2 separate regions of the Sus scrofa genome follow, and region 2 is linked to region 1. The links are chromatin contacts, called in public HiChIP or PLAC-seq maps. All regions are on one chromosome and are shown on one strand. Each heading gives the region's core, a stretch centred on a gene start, on an enhancer-like site or on the middle of the called end of the contact. The rest is flanking DNA. Distances are from core to core; before and after follow the strand shown. Region 1 overlaps CAMK2A (calcium/calmodulin-dependent protein kinase type II subunit alpha). Region 2 holds the start of CAMK2A (calcium/calmodulin-dependent protein kinase type II subunit alpha).

Region 1 (3,382 bases), core at 96-2,595:
CCTTGCGCCCGCAGCATGTGGCCCCGAAGAGAGAAGGGGAAGGGTTTAGCGCTGGGGCTTAGCGAGAAGCTCCCCTGGCACGGTGGCGAGTGCCGGGGCCAATGCCCGCCAGAGGCTTGGCTCTCGGGAGCCTGGGGAGGCTGACAGGGCAGCCGAGCAGATATAGCCAAGCTCACCCGAGGGGCCCTTGGGCTACCGTGGGCACAGGGCCCGTCCCACCACCAGGCCCGGCCTCTGGGAAGCTCCGGCCCTGGCTTTGCCGAGAGGGTCCATCTGCCCGTTTTACCAGCTGGGACAAGACCCGGGGCCAGGAAACTGCTGGAAGCTGGGCTTGGTGCTCTCTCCCCGACCCCTGCCCTGCCTTCCCCCCCGCCCCCAGACCAGGATCCTGCAGTTCCTTCAGCTGAAAGATGAGCCGCCCGGCAGGCAGAGGCTTTTTTTAACAACTGAAGCGCCTGGAGAACTCCAGTCCAGAGCTCACACCATGGGGTGTCTGGGTAGCTCCCCTCCCACCATGTGCCGGGGGGGCCAGTGGTGGTTAAAAAAATCATGGGGGGCAAGCGCTTAAAAGCCAGGAGATTTCATAGCAACTCCCAGATTTCTGACTTCTCCTGAAAGTCAGAATGTGTGGCCTCACGGGCCCCGCAGTGCCGGAGCAGCGGGCTGGGGCCACTTGGAGGCCGGAGGGGCAGGGAGGTCCCGAACTGGCCCACAGAGCCCGGGGGTGGGGGGACAGCCGTTCCTCTCGGCCTCGGGACCCAGGGGCACTCACTGCCCCCCGCCCCCAACTGCTTTGCAAGAGGGAACCTCGGTCTGAGAGGCCGAGGGGGCCCAGAGGTGGGAATGTGGTGACGGCCGGGGGGCTGAGCCCCGTCCTTCCACGCCTCGGGGGCGCCGACGCCCCGGGCCCCTCTCCTCCCCGGCTCGCCCTCCCCGGGCTGCCGGGACGAGGACCTTCCGTGGCGGCCGTTGACTGAGCATCTGCTGCGTACGCATCGGGAGCCGTGTCGGGAGCCGTGTCAGGCGCTTCGGAGATACCGTTGCGTTTCTCTCGAGGCCGTTTGCTTGGGGTCTGAAGCAGCCGGGGGCCCGGGCCCGGGCTGGGCATTCCTGCCCTTTCCCCCAAGGGCTCAGGCCGGGGGCGACCGGGAGGGCAGGGCAAGGAGGGCAAGTGTGGCCTCCCCGAGAGCTGTTGCTCGGCCGCCCCCGCGTGGGGCTCGGGGCTGGAGGCAGGGAGGCCTCTGCAGGGGAGGCTGCTCTGCAGGGGAGGCCCCAGACAGGGGGCACCTGCTTCTTCTCACGGGCGAAATGCGGCTCGCAGCTGTCGAGAGCGAGTGGGCAGGGCTGACACATGACCCACAGCAGCATGGGGCTAAAATTAGAGCGGGCCGGAGGGGAGGGAGCCGCCAGCCCCGGGCCGGGCAGCCGGGCCTCCGGGTTGGCCTCCAACAGCTCGGGGAGCGACCGGGCTCTAGAGGGAACCCCCAGACTGAAAGAGCAGCTCCACGGCCCCGGGACAGGCCAAGCACCCACCGCGGCCCATGGGGCCCGAGGGTCACACTTGAGATCGCTGCCAAGGCGGAGCCCAGCCCACCCGGGAAGGAAGAGGGCCCAGGAGGAGGCGTCCCCGCGTTGCCGGCCGGCCCCGTGCCTTCCGCTGCCCGTGGATGCTGCTCTTCCTGGCCCTGTGGGCCCTGGTGCCCTGCCTGGTGTTGCTAAGCCTCTACTTTTACTCCTCTGCAGGTGGGAAGAGTGGCGGAAACAAGAAGAATGACGGCGTGAAGGTAAGGCCCGGAGAGCTGGCAGGGCCTGCCTCCGGGGGCGCTTCCGCCCTCAGGGCCCGGCTGGCAGGGCCAGGGGCAGAGCCAGGCCTTGCTCGCGGTGTTCTGGGCAGGTTGGTCGCCCGGGCAGACCGGCGTCCCCAGACCCAGAGACCCGGGCTTCCGGGCCCCCGTTCCCGCCAGGATCGGGGCAGGGGGAGGGGAGGGCTGAGGAGCGGGGGAGAGGCAGGTGGCCTGGGGTTGGGGTGGCCCTAAGGACGGAGGCCGAAGGAGACTCTGTGGTTCTCCAGGGCTAGAGGGCTGGGGAGCTAGGGTGCAGAGAGGGCTGGGTGCCGGGAGCCGTGCCTCCCTCTTCCCGAGTGGGGGCTGGCGGCCCGGGGCCCCTGACCCGAGGCACGGCCTGTCCAGCCTACGAAGCCCACAGAGGATGGGCAGCCCAGCCTCTCGGCTTTGACATCCAGAGGCACCCATCCCCACGGAGGCCTGCCAGTTCAGCGCCAAGAATTCCGCCCCTCCCCGGACCCAGGCCGCCCTGTCCCACGCCTGCTGCCCGAGCCCCTTGCTCCACACCCGCCTGACATCCGTCCCCTCCCTCCGCTCGCCCTGCCCTCTGGGGCCTGGTCCCCGCTCTCCGCAGCTCCCTCCTCCCCTGCCACTGGCTCGCCTTGTGGGTTCTCCTCTCTTGAGACGCTGCCTTTTGCTGGGCTCGGACCCTGCCCAGCCAGGGCCCCAGGGCAAGGCTGTGCCCGGGACACTGAAAGCTGTGGCACGCTGTCCAAACACAGCCACCCAGGTGGGCCGGTGGCTTCATGGCTTGGTTTGTAGTGGTGTTTAGAGTCTCAGGCCCCTGTCTTGGTCTGCCGGGGCTTGGAGGGAGGGGAGCCGGGCTGTCTGCCTGAGGCCGGGATCTGGGCCCTGCTACTCTTAGGGCTTGAGGTTCCCCGTGGGTACAGTGGTGTGAAAGGGGGGTGAACCCATGACTTCCAAGATTTTGGCTTAAAGAAACAAGAATGAAATGGGGGCAGGCTCGTTCTTTAAGGCCTTAGCCTGCTGTGGCCCTCTTGGGCTGGCCAAGCAATAAAGCTCTTTTTCTCCTTAAAAAAAAAAAAAAAAAGTTTGGAGTTCCCATTGTGGCTCAGCAGAAAGGAATCTGACGAGCATCCATGAGGACGCAGGTTCGATCCCTGGCCTCGCTCCGTGGGTTAAGGATCCCGTGTTGTCGTGAGCTGTGGTGTAGGTTGCAACACCTGGCTTGGACCTGGCATGGCTGTGGCATAGGCCAGCAGCTGCAGCTCTGATTAGACCCCTAGCCTGACAACCTCCATCTGCCGTGGGTGTGGCCCTAAAAAGACAAAAAAAAAAAAAAGTTTTCCCTTCTCATCTTGGGTGCTTGAGGAGTCTGTAACTGTTCGGTTATGGGCCAAAGCTCGTGGTTTTCCAGTGGACTCCTGGGTCTGGGGAGGCGCCTCTGGCAGCAGGTGGGGACGATGGGAGAGGGGGCGGCCCAGGAGAGAAGGTTTGGGGCGTCTCCCGCCCACTGCAGACAAACAGCTCCGTGGACCATGGCAGTGGCGGAGAGCCTGGGTGAGCGGACAGCGGTT
Region 2 (3,085 bases), core at 331-2,830, 83 kb before region 1:
AGAAGCTCATGACCAGCTGGTATTAGCTGGCTGCTCATACCAACGCGGAGTCGGTCCAAGACGTTAAGAACCAGAATGGTGACACCGGTGGGTGCTGGCGCGTCTACACCGGGGGTGTGTGCGTGTCTAGGAGGCGAATCGCTAGATGACAGGGAAGGGAATGACCAAGGTTTTAACATAGAGTAACAGGCCATTTGCCAAATCAGTATCCCACGGATGTCTCCTCCGGCCGGGAGCAGCGGGTTGTGTCACGTGCGTGTCCAGAATGTTCTCTGACACCAAAGAACATTCTGCCACCAGCCTTGACCTGCAGCCAGACCCAGTCGTCAGGGCCCTGGGTGGGGGGCGGGCGACGCGGGTTCTAGCCTCGGCCTGGTCACACCCGCACTCTGTGCCCTTAGACAAGCCCCAATTTCTGAGTCTTAATTTCTCCATCAGCCAAGTTGGGGAGAGCCCTCTGCTGCTCACAGGTTGGGCAGCTAAGAGATCAAGGGAGATCATGGAGCCAGACGTGCTTTGGGGCTGAAAATCCCTCGGCAGACACAGGCCGGAGCAGCCCCCTCTGAGGACCGCTTGAGAGGGTTTGGCACCTGCAGTCGTGGCGCAGCGGAAATGACGTGAGGTTGTGCGTTCAATCCCTGGCCTTGCCGGGGGTTAAGGACCCAGCATTGCTGTGAGCTGTGGTGTAGGTCACAGACGCGGCTCGGATCCAGCGTGGCTGTGGCTGTGGTGCAGGCCGGCGGCTGTGGCTCCAATTTGACCCCTAGCCTGGGAACTTCCATATGCCGTGGGAGGGGCCCTAAAAAGCAAAAAAAAAAAAAAAAAAAAAAAAACACCAAAAAAACCAAAAAAAACCAAAAAAACCCAAAGCAAAAAAGGTTTGACGCCCAGGGGAGCAGAAACAGGCAGCCGACCTCCTGCGGGCTCCGTCCAGGGCGTGAGTGCCGTGTCCTCCCCTCTTTCTGCCTCCGCCCCGCGACCTCTCTACTGGCAGGGAAGGGACAAGTTCCTCTCACTTGGTGCACAAATATGTTTTAGGCACCTGTAGGGGCTTTGGAAGACCCCAAACTCACGCCCAGGATGCTCTAATGTGAAGATGACGGGGTCCCCGGGGCCGATCCTTCCGGGAAGACTGGCCAGGCAGGCTCCTCGGCCCGCAGGTGGTCACCAACTCTGCCGCCCCGGCCAAGCCGGAGATGTGCAGCCACCCTTCAGGGCCGGACTCCGGTTCAGGGCTCTTTCCTCGGCGCCTCCCGCCTCTCGACCCTCACCGCAAGCAGGAGGGTTACAGCCTAGATGGGCGTTTCTCAGAGCGTGAGCTCTGGCACCCCCGGCAGCACGGAGGGTGGGTCACGAGGGGAGGAGAGAGTCTGCGGTCGGCGAAACATTGAGGTGAGTTATTTTTTTGCGGCTAACAGTCGCTGAACGCGCTGGGCGCTGGCCTAAGCGTTTTACAAGCGTTTTCTGCTCGACCTCTGGCGCGGCCTTCGGAGCAGGTCCTGGGGCTGGCTCCCTCTCCCAGGTGAGGACGTGAAGCCCCGAAGGATTAAGTGACTTACTCAAGGGCTCTCACCTGCTGAGAGGCAGCGCTGGGATGCAGACCCAGGCGGCCAGTCTCCAGAGCGCCTCTGCTCAGCCAGGGTGAGTCACTGGCACTTGTTGATTGCCGGGAGGGGGGCCAGGGCTGAGGACGGGGGCGTGCACCTGTCCAAGTCCCCAGGCCGAGGGCTAACAGGGAAGTCCCCGTCCTCTCTGTGACTCAGGTCAGCGTTACGCGGAGTCTTGGTGGCTGGTGGAGAAATACAACGAGGAACCCCCACCTCACTGCCCCTTCAGCACCGCAGGTAAGGAGGACGTTTCAGCAGCGCTCGAAAGCTGGCTGAGGCCGATACGGCGAGAAAAGGCTTCCTGAAGACAAGCCTTCGGGACCTTTAGGCGACCGAAGAGGGTGGGGAAGGGGAGCCCCGGGCAGGGGAGGGCGCAGGGCGGAGGCCGGGCCTGCAGAGGCCCATTCGCTGTGGGCGGAAGGGCGAGGGCGGCGAGGGCGCGGGAGATGGGAGCCTGGACGGCAGCAGGGGGACAGTGGCCTGAGGCCTTGACCCCGAGGCTTCTAGAGTGGGACTGGGACAGGTGGGGAGGGAGTGTGAGGAAGAGCCGGGGAGCTGAGGGCTGCGTTCGAGGTGGGAACCCAGGAGGAGGAGGAGGGCGGGGGCGGGGGAAGGAGCTCGGCCTTGGCCTCCCCGGGGTTGAGGGCCTCCGGGGTGAGGTCTCTTGCGCGCTGACCTTCTCAACTTCCTGGAAGGAAGGGACACCTCCCCGCGGCCCCTCCACCCCCAAACACTCTGGGCAGGAAGGAGCGGGATGTGTTTTGTCAACGCTGCTTGCAATAAAGAGTCTCATTCAGGGCGGCAAACAGCTGTTGGACTATTAATAGGCAGGGCCCGCGCCGCGCCCGCCGCCCGCCGGGAGGCTCGGCATGCAGCTCTGGAAAGGTGAATCGGTTCCTTCTGCCCATCTGGGCACCCCATGCTGGGGCAGCTGGCAAGACGCCTCGTGCTCAGGCCAGTCACCCAAGGCCTGGCTGGGGCAGCGTGCAGCGTGTGAGGCAGGGCTCTGTGGGGTCGCTGGTCATGCTGGACGCAGCCAGGGGGAGAGGAGCCCAGGGGACCCAGAGCCGGCCCGAGGAGCAGCCGCCCGTGCAGACGGGGTCTCCACAGCCGCTTGTAGGGCGGGTCAGGCAGCCACCCTGAAGGGGGCCACCGAGAGACGGGAGTTGGGCGGCTGGAAGGGAGGGAGGTGTCAGTCTAGAAACGGGAGAACTGATGAGGCGTTCCTCTTTTGGCTCAGAGGGTAAGAACCCGACGTATCCATGAGGACACAGGTTCAATCCCTGGCCTTGCTTGGTGGGTTAAAGATCCGGTGTTGTCCTGATTGGTGGTGTAGGTTGCAGGCGAGGCTCGGATCTGGCCTGGCTGTGGCTGTGGTGTAGGCTGGCTCCGATTCAGGCCCTAGCCTGGGAACGTCCGTAGGCAGCAGGTGTGGCCTTTAAAAGAAAAAAAAACGGGGGCAGAGAACTGATGAAAGG

The links. HiChIP or PLAC-seq counts read pairs in DNA pulled down with a chosen protein or histone mark.
Region 2: a contact with region 1 is called in an H3K27ac HiChIP or PLAC-seq map of skeletal muscle. The contact joins the promoter of CAMK2A here to the enhancer-like site in region 1. A contact is called at or near these places in 1 of 5 promoter capture datasets (fetal skeletal muscle), 7 of 47 Hi-C or Micro-C datasets (embryonic fibroblasts, fetal heart ventricle, fetal skeletal muscle and 1 more) and 1 of 2 datasets of contacts at active chromatin or transcription factors (skeletal muscle).

The regions. Positions count from the first base shown.
Region 1 is chr2:151,268,749-151,272,130 of Sscrofa11.1, reverse strand. It overlaps CAMK2A (calcium/calmodulin-dependent protein kinase type II subunit alpha), which reads left to right. Exons shown (of 20, transcript XM_021085017.1): 14 at 1,744-1,784. Among named protein-coding and RNA genes, the nearest start is that of SLC6A7, 49 kb to the right of the region's middle. Within about 2 kb of position 1,345, at least 12 of the 83 cell types and tissues checked have an H3K27ac peak or open chromatin away from gene starts, as enhancers often do. A contact at or near this core is called in fetal skeletal muscle and skeletal muscle, where this site is marked.
Region 2 is chr2:151,352,402-151,355,486 of Sscrofa11.1, reverse strand. It overlaps CAMK2A (calcium/calmodulin-dependent protein kinase type II subunit alpha), which reads left to right and starts at 1,580. Exons shown (of 20, transcript XM_021085017.1): 1 at 1,580-1,641; 2 at 1,764-1,844. The coding sequence starts at 1,595.